Regions from separate parts of the Rattus norvegicus genome. Here region 1 is linked to region 2. The links are chromatin contacts, called in public Hi-C maps. All regions are on one chromosome and are shown on one strand. The core of a region is the stretch at or near the end of the contact, and the rest is flanking DNA. Distances in the headings are between cores, read along the strand shown. Region 1 has its middle 17 kb from the start of Cmas. Region 2 has its middle 18 kb from the start of Ldhb.

Evidence for each region. A called contact is a pair of places that touch in the nucleus more often than the background predicts.
Region 1: a Hi-C map of liver shows a contact between it and region 2, with 4 times the contacts expected there. The contact joins two enhancer-like sites. A contact is called at or near these places in 12 of 12 Hi-C or Micro-C datasets (the A7r5 cell line, the Rat2 cell line, Schwann cells and 7 more) and 1 of 1 datasets of contacts at active chromatin or transcription factors (oligodendrocytes).

Annotation. Positions count from the first base shown.
Region 1 is chr4:177,430,563-177,434,430 of GRCr8, forward strand. No RefSeq gene overlaps it. Among named protein-coding and RNA genes, the nearest start is that of Cmas, 17 kb to the right of the region's middle. Within about 2 kb of position 2,424, at least 35 of the 93 cell types and tissues checked have an H3K27ac peak or open chromatin away from gene starts, as enhancers often do. A contact at or near this core is called in liver, where this site is marked.
Region 2 is chr4:177,193,231-177,197,079 of GRCr8, forward strand. No RefSeq gene overlaps it. Among named protein-coding and RNA genes, the nearest start is that of Ldhb, 18 kb to the left of the region's middle. Within about 2 kb of position 2,176, at least 1 of the 93 cell types and tissues checked has an H3K27ac peak or open chromatin away from gene starts, as enhancers often do. A contact at or near this core is called in liver, where this site is marked.

The sequences.
Region 1 (3,868 bases), core at 1,174-3,673, 240 kb after region 2:
AAAGATACAGGGGGATCAGGAGTGAAGTCATCTTTGGCTATAAACATGCAAGTTTGAGACCAGCCTGGGCTACATGGGGCCCTGCCTCAGAAATAAGACACCTAAATAAATGAGCCTGATAGCTAGAGTCGGTCACATGTGCGGAGTGCTCAGTGGAGGAACAGTTCGAGTTGATAAGGTTAGAGGACTAAATGTGATATGAAATGCTAGTGACGTAATAGCAGTTTGACATACACCAACTTTGGCAAAAAGTAATGCAGGAAAATGTTCAGTAAGGAGAGTTGTGTGGGACTCTGTGGGGCGCTGTGGGGCTCTGCCTGCATCAGGCAGAAGTTCCCTGCTCTGAGGCGATGTGCTTGCTGCTCAGACTCCTATCTTCTGTTCACTGAGGGCTGAAGGGCAGTTCTCTGAGCTAAGGTGAGCGGAGTCCTTATCCCCTTGACAAAGAACTAAAATAAAACTGATCTAAATAAAAACATACTTTGATAATGAATTCCCAGCATAGCTTTATTTAATTATAAATTCTTACGATTTGTTATCTATCTGAGTTATGTTTAATTTGGCTTTAAAATATTCTGAGAAATTTAGCAGTCAACTCTTGTGAGCTGACTCTAGCCAGCCCTGAAGGGAAAGAGGGCAGAGCCAAGGAGACTCCTCTCCTCCCTCCAGTCCTGTCTCCCTTCATCAGCGTGGGATTTCGCAGCCTTCCGGCCGTGCACATCATCGAGGAGGGACCCAAAGTACCAGATATACTTTCATTCTGCTGAGTTTACCACTGCAGTCCCCAACCGTGCACAGCAGGCACAGCAATGACATTCACAGTGACAGTAGCCAGAAAAGCTCCTCCTCGGTTGACACACTCTGAGTGCACCCTATCTGCTGGCCACTTGTGGCTTCCATTAAGCCTTGATAACTTTGACATCTTGAGTTAGTCAGCTAGGAGAACCTCGGAATGGGGTTTGAAGCCATGTCTAGCTTCAACACAAACTCTTTGTGCAGCCGAGGTGAAAGGCAACTGAGGACCAAGGCCCTTTCTGTGTGTTGAGACTTATTTCATGCAGGGGCTGGAGTGATGGACGGCTCAGCAGTGGAGAGCTCTAGCTGCTCTTGAAGAGCAACCCGTGTTCTGTCCCCAGCACCCATGGTGAGCGGCTCACAGCTACCAGCTTGAAGAGATTGGATGCCTCCTCCTGCCCTCTGCGGGCCCGCGCCTGCCTTCGTGCACACATAACTTAACAAAATATTTTTAAAACTTTCCCATCTGAGCAGCGTCACGTTACCACAGGACACTAGGCCCCTCCTGTTCTACTTCAGTGACTGAGAACAATGCATTGTGTCGGGGGTGGGGGAAGTGTTTGTTTCTGTGGACAAGAGGCATCCTTCATCTGTTCATGTCGAGGTTGTGGGCGGATTTGAAGAACTAAACGTGCTTTGATTTCTTGTAAAGAAGGGATCCAAAGGCTCGGAGAGGCTGGAGTGACGCATGAGTACATTTGTCACTTATGGCACACTTGCCCACGTAAGGAGGGTCCGAAAGACATACTTTTTCTAGGTAGCGTACGAAGTAGATTTTCGGTGGGAACCACAGCATCCTTGAAGAACTCTGAAGGGCTCACTTCATCGGCTAGACCAAATGTTGGGGGATGCAGCCATGAAAGGGGGAAGACTGAGTGTAATGAGAGGAATGGGTCCTTAGTCACCAAGACAACAAGATGTGCAGCCAGAACAGATACCAGAGGCATTGATTCTGCAGAGTTAAGGCCTTGGCTCATTAATCATAGTGAGTCTAGGAGTGAGATAGACAAGTCAGGTTCAATTCTCACCCATATGTGACAAGAGAAACTTCTGTGTCCAGCCAATGAAACTCGAATTCGAATCATTTAAAAAAAAAAGTTACAGCCTTTTGTCCAATCCCTATATTTGGGTCAGTTTACAGAATCAAACGCTTTGGAATGAGAGAGAAAACCTTTGTTCTCAGTCAAACATTTCATATGGTTAATATTTCTCCCAGCCTCTCCCTAAAGAGATCTCTAGCCTTTAACCAGGATATCTTTACACAAGGCAAAAATCAGTTGCTCAGAACGTTGGGAGACTTCCAGAAGCTGTCTATGAAATGACAGTGGATGCGGGTGACCATAGTGCTACTGAGACTTTTTAGAGTAGAGGCTTATGGGGTCAGGGACCACTCTATGTCCATATCACTGATCGCCCCTGTGTGATTTTCACAGTTCCAGAACATATAATCGGGTTAAGCACAGTTGGCAGTTAAGGTGTAATGTCAACAAGCCTTCCTTGATCCGTGGCGCTCAAACTAAGATGGTGGGGAAAGCCAAATGTGCCTGTCGGGGTCCCTTCCATTTAAGAGCAATGGTGATCTGAGTCAATGCTGCGTTCCTGGAGAAACGCCAAGGTTAGTGTAATGCTGAAACCAGAGAGCATTGAAGACAGGTCAAAGGGCTCTGGCAGACCAGAGCACACAAGCTTAGCACCCTCCAACAGGTTCTGCCTTTCTCTCTCCTCCCAGCTAAACCATTAGATGGTCTAGTCCCTTGTTTGGCCACTTCCTCCTCCTGAGGCAACCAAAGTCCAACTACAAAGTATTGAAGTCCAGCAACCAAAAGCCCCCTTCTGGCTCACCCAATTAACATGCCCCATCGAGGACTGGAGAGATGGCTCAGCAGTTAAGAGCACTGACTGCTCTTCCAGAGGTCCTGAGTTCAAATCCCAGCAACCACACAGTGGCTCACGACCATCTGTAATGGGATCCGATGCCCTCTTCTGGTGTGTCAGCTACAGTGTACTTATAAATAAACAAATAAATAAATCTTTTTTAAAAAATCTTTTTAAAAAATGCCCAATCAAAATAAAACAACTCATCCTAACACTGGGTCCCCCTTTCCCTTGATAAACTACCATTTGCTCATGGGTCCTGCCTGACTCCTCTCTACCCAGAGGCAGTCCTTTGTCTCTCCAGGGCAAATATTCCTTCTCTCTCTCCTTTGTTCCTTTCCCCTTCTCTCTTGTCCTCCATCTCCTGTCTTTGTCTCTTATTCCCTGCCCTTTGACCCTCCGGGACAAGTGAATCTCCTTCATGCTGAGAAGTTGGTCTTGGTGTGTCCTTTGCCAACTCCAGTGCTCTTAAGGGTGGTTTCCACCACAACCCTGGTCAGCTCCATTTTGCCTGTGTAGAAAACAAATGGGTCATGGAGAAAGATGGTGGGATACTGGGAGCTTGGCCAGGCTGTACCTCCAGTTACAGCAGCTGCACCAGATATGATTTTCATTGTCAGGAAGACCCACGTGTACCTTGGAAACTCAGATGCAGTTGTGGGTCTAGTAAGTGATTAGTTCTTTTTTTTCCCTCTATATTTTACCAGAAGACTCACCAGAATGGACTTGCTTCCAGCAGGTACGGCTAACAATACACCTTCACTGCCCTGTCTCTGACCAATGCTAGCACTTAATCTTACATCCCATGCAAGGATCCGGATTACTCTTTCCTTTCAGAAGACATCACTGATAAGCAAGAGGGTGGCTCAGCAGTAATGGTACCTGCCACCAACCTTGCCAACCTGAGTTGACACAAAGGCTTCACACGGTGGAAGGAGTAAGCCACCTCCCACACAATGTCCTCTGACATTCACACTCACCACACACACACACACACACACACACACACACACACGCGCGCGCGCGCGCGCGCGCGCGCATGCACACCACATGAATGTTAAACTCTGGGACCTTTTCCCTATGCAAAGCTTGTTAGGGGCCAGTGGTGGAACACATTTCAAGGCATCTGCTTTTAGGTTAAGCGTCAGCTGTTACATCCACAGCCTCTCAAGCAAGAGCACAGAGGCAAGCACTCTGG
Region 2 (3,849 bases), core at 926-3,425:
TTGTCAAAGTCAGAGGGGCGGGGAAGTCGTAGGTTCTATGAGTGCTTTGTTCGCTTAAGTTTTTAAAAAGATTTATTTATTTTATGTATATAAGCACACTGTCACTGTCTTCAGACACACCAGAGGAGGGCATCAGATCCCATTACAGGTGATTGTGAGCCACCATGTGGTTGCTGGGAATTGAACTCAGGACCTCTGGAAGAGCAGTCGGTGCTCTAACCATTGAGCCATCTCTCCAGCCCCTGCTGTTTATTTAAATAAACAAAAAACTCTTCTGAGCCGGGGAGACAGCTCAGTGTGTAAATCACTTGCCAAGCAAGCATGACGGCCAGAGTTTGGTCCCCAACTCCCATATAAAAATTATGTGAGTAGGACAGCCTGCCTGTAATCCCAGCACATCCCAAAGCAAGTGGGCTAACCCGATTAGCCAAGATGGTAAGTTCTGGGTTCAGCAAGAGGAGAGACCCTACTTCTACCTCATTATATAAGTTGGAGTGTGATCAAGTAAGATACTCAAGTGTCAAGGTCAGCCTTGCACAAACATGTGTGCACATGCACTTGTAAACTCACAGGCCTATGCACACAAGAGCAGTTCTGAGCCTCAGAGTAATTGACCCACTTCAAAATTTCTTTCTGCCTCAGTAAAAGCTTCTCTGGAACAGTAGACCACACTGCACAAATGCAGTAGTCATGGTGGTCAGGGCTGGGTCTGGATCAGGAGGAATATTTTGAAATTCGCAGTAGCTAGATCGCAGAATTCTTTTATGTGTGTCTTATGAGACAGAGCGCCTGCATTTGAATCCCAGCTAGCTATGAAGCTTGACCACTAGCTTTAAAAAATACTGTACTTTTAAATTTAATGTCATCTCAATCTTAAAATGAGAATGAGACTCATTCTTTTTGTCATGGAGCTCCGGGGAAAATGTAACGTACTCATAGGTATAAAGTCAAAAGTATCATTGGAAAAGTGCCTGGTCCGATGAATGTTGTCCATTATTATCAAGTAAATGAATTAATGCATTAATTGTGTGTTTATAAAGGCATGTCTTCTAACCCTCATTTATATCACCGAATAGTTGATTTTGGCAGTATCTAGAATTACCCAGGAGACAAATTCTAGGCATGCCACTAAGGGTATTTTTAGTTGGAATTAATTGAGAAGCCCACCCAGAATGTGAATTCTATTATTGCATGGGCTGGGGTCCTGGGTTCGTTCGTGTTCTCTCTCTCTCTCTCTCTCTCTCTCTCTCTCTCTCTCTCTCTCTCTCTCTCTCTCTGCCTCTCTGCTTCCAGATACGGGTACGGTTTGCTGAGGTCCCTCTCAGCTCCCAGTGCCCCAGATTTGTAAGTCAGGCAGATGCCTTCTTCCTTCACTTGCTTTGGTTAGGTATTTTATCACAGCAGTGAGAGAGAAAAGTTAAATTCATCAATGAGATAATTAGATTTAGAGATTAAAGGTCCTTTGGCAATTATCTATCCCAAGTCACAGTCAAATCTAAGAAGCCTAAATCCACAAAGGTCAGATTCCTCACTCCTGATAGTCCAGACCCTGGGAGCAGTCCTCAGCTGGTAACCTGTCTTTGTCTCTATCAGATTGAGGAGAATTGCGTGGTTTAATCATAATAATGTTTACAGTTGGCAGAAAATGCACACTTAGAGCAAGCGGTCAGACACGTCATAGTCAGTTTATGTTCCACTCACAAGAACCTTCTACCTTGGTCCCCATTTCTTGGCGTTCACGTTACACAGAAAACACAATAGAAAGCTTTTTTTCCCATTTTGGTGGCTGTGGGGGCTCTGGAACATCAAGTTTCTTCTTGAGTGATGATTTTTATTTTCGGTGGAAGGCTGCCAATGTTGCGTGTTTACCCACCGCCTCAGGGGAACGCACACCACAGCCTAGAGAAAGGGCTTTGTGTCCCTTAGGTGTTCTGAAACACCACCCGGGGAGACAGACCCCCTCCATGTCTCTTGCTCTCTTTCCTGAAACATAAAAGCTAAAACAGAGAACATAGCCAGCCAGGTCCTTAGAGCCCAGGAGGAGTGGAATCTTTCATTTCATGTGATCACGTGGACTAGCTGGCTCTTTGGACTCTGAAGTGTCCTGTGCATCCTGTTCATGCCCTTTAAACCTGTTTGTACCAGAGTTTTAAATAGTGATAACCTGGCTTCCATAGTGGCGTGGTGTGGGTGTCCTCAGGACACAGCGAGCTCATGACCACACTCCATGAGCCAGGATCAGTGCTGGCCTGCTCCCTCACAGTGGCCCCTTACCACTGCTTCCTAAAACCCTCTTCTGTTTGAAATGCCACTCATTGTTGGCTGGCTTGCTTGTTGTTGGGTTTTTATTTTTGTTTATTTTATTTTATTGGTGACTGATGGGACAGGAAAAGATCATATCATTGCTTCCATACCAATATTTAGCATCAAAGGGAAGACAGACATCAGGAAGTTACATCTTCAATCATTCAAAACATTGCCGTGAAAATTTCGAGACACAATATAAAAGTGTGCGCATGTTGGCTAAATTGTTTACAGGTCGTGTCTCACTGCCCCTTCTGTCTTCTGTACTGTGCTTCTGTTGTATTTTTATACTGTTAGGGAGAGCATCCCAGTTATCCACTTGGAGAAAGCTTAGCCACTCTTGGCCCCAGCCTAATGCCAGCCCCTTTGCTGTCAGAAGTAAAGCAAACTGTCTAAGTGCCTGGTGCCAGAGAGGGTGGGCTTGTGCTCAACTCCAGCTCTGTCCATGACTTAGCTGTCACTTCCCTAAGTAAATTGGGACCTCTATGCCTTGCATTCTCTCCACCTGTAAAATATAGCAAGTGCCAGATCAGCTAGGGCTCTGTAGTGAACACTGTGGCAAAAATCAAGAATGAATAAGAATGGATAGATGGATGGATAGATGAATGGACAGATAAATGGATGGATGAATGGATGGATGGATGGGGTGGATGAATGGGGTGGATGGATGAATGGATGGATAGGTAGATGGATGAATGGATGGATAGATGAATGGATGGATGGAGGGACAGATGGATGGAGGATGGATGAATAGATAAATAGATGTTTCATTTACTTGAGATTGTTTAAAATAGAGCAAGGCATAGTGTCAAATGTCTATAATCTCAGCACTCAGGAGGCTGAGTCAGGAGAGTGATTTCTGGACCAGCCTGGGTTATGTTGCAAGTGCTAGACTAGCCTCTTAGACAAACATAGTGAGACCCTGACTCTCAACAGAACAAAACAATAATTGTTTACTTCACCCTTGGTGTTATTATGCATTCATGCCTCAAGCATTAAAATGACGATGCATCCAAAGGGGTTGTCCAGGTTTCTGGGTCTAATGTGTAACCAATGATCTTGGAGACTTTGCTCATGGTCTACAGGGTGTGTGCACACACACATGTGACTACGTTCGAGGCTGTCCATCTGCACTAGTGCAGACGCCAGGAGGGTCAGGTGTCCTTCCAGATTACAGTCCACGGTTTCTTTGAGACCTTGTCTCTCCTGGAACCAGGGGTTGATGCTTCTGAGGCAAGGCTGGAAGCCAGCAAGCCCCAGTGGCCCTCCCTGTTTGTGCCTCCTTGTAGCTGGGGTTGCTAGTGCGCACAAGATGGCCGCTTGTGACATAGAAGCTGGGACCCAAATGTTGGAACGCATGACTGTCCAAGTGCTCTTGACCACTTAGGCACCACTCCAAGAAGGGTCCCCAAGGGTCCCACTAGGGTCTCCCAAGAAGCAGTGTCCCAGCTTGCTTAGGACTTGCTGTGCTGTTCTCCAGTTACAGGGTATTCCACCATCCATACGGCAAAGTGAAAATGGAAATACCTTTGAGGGTAAGCATTG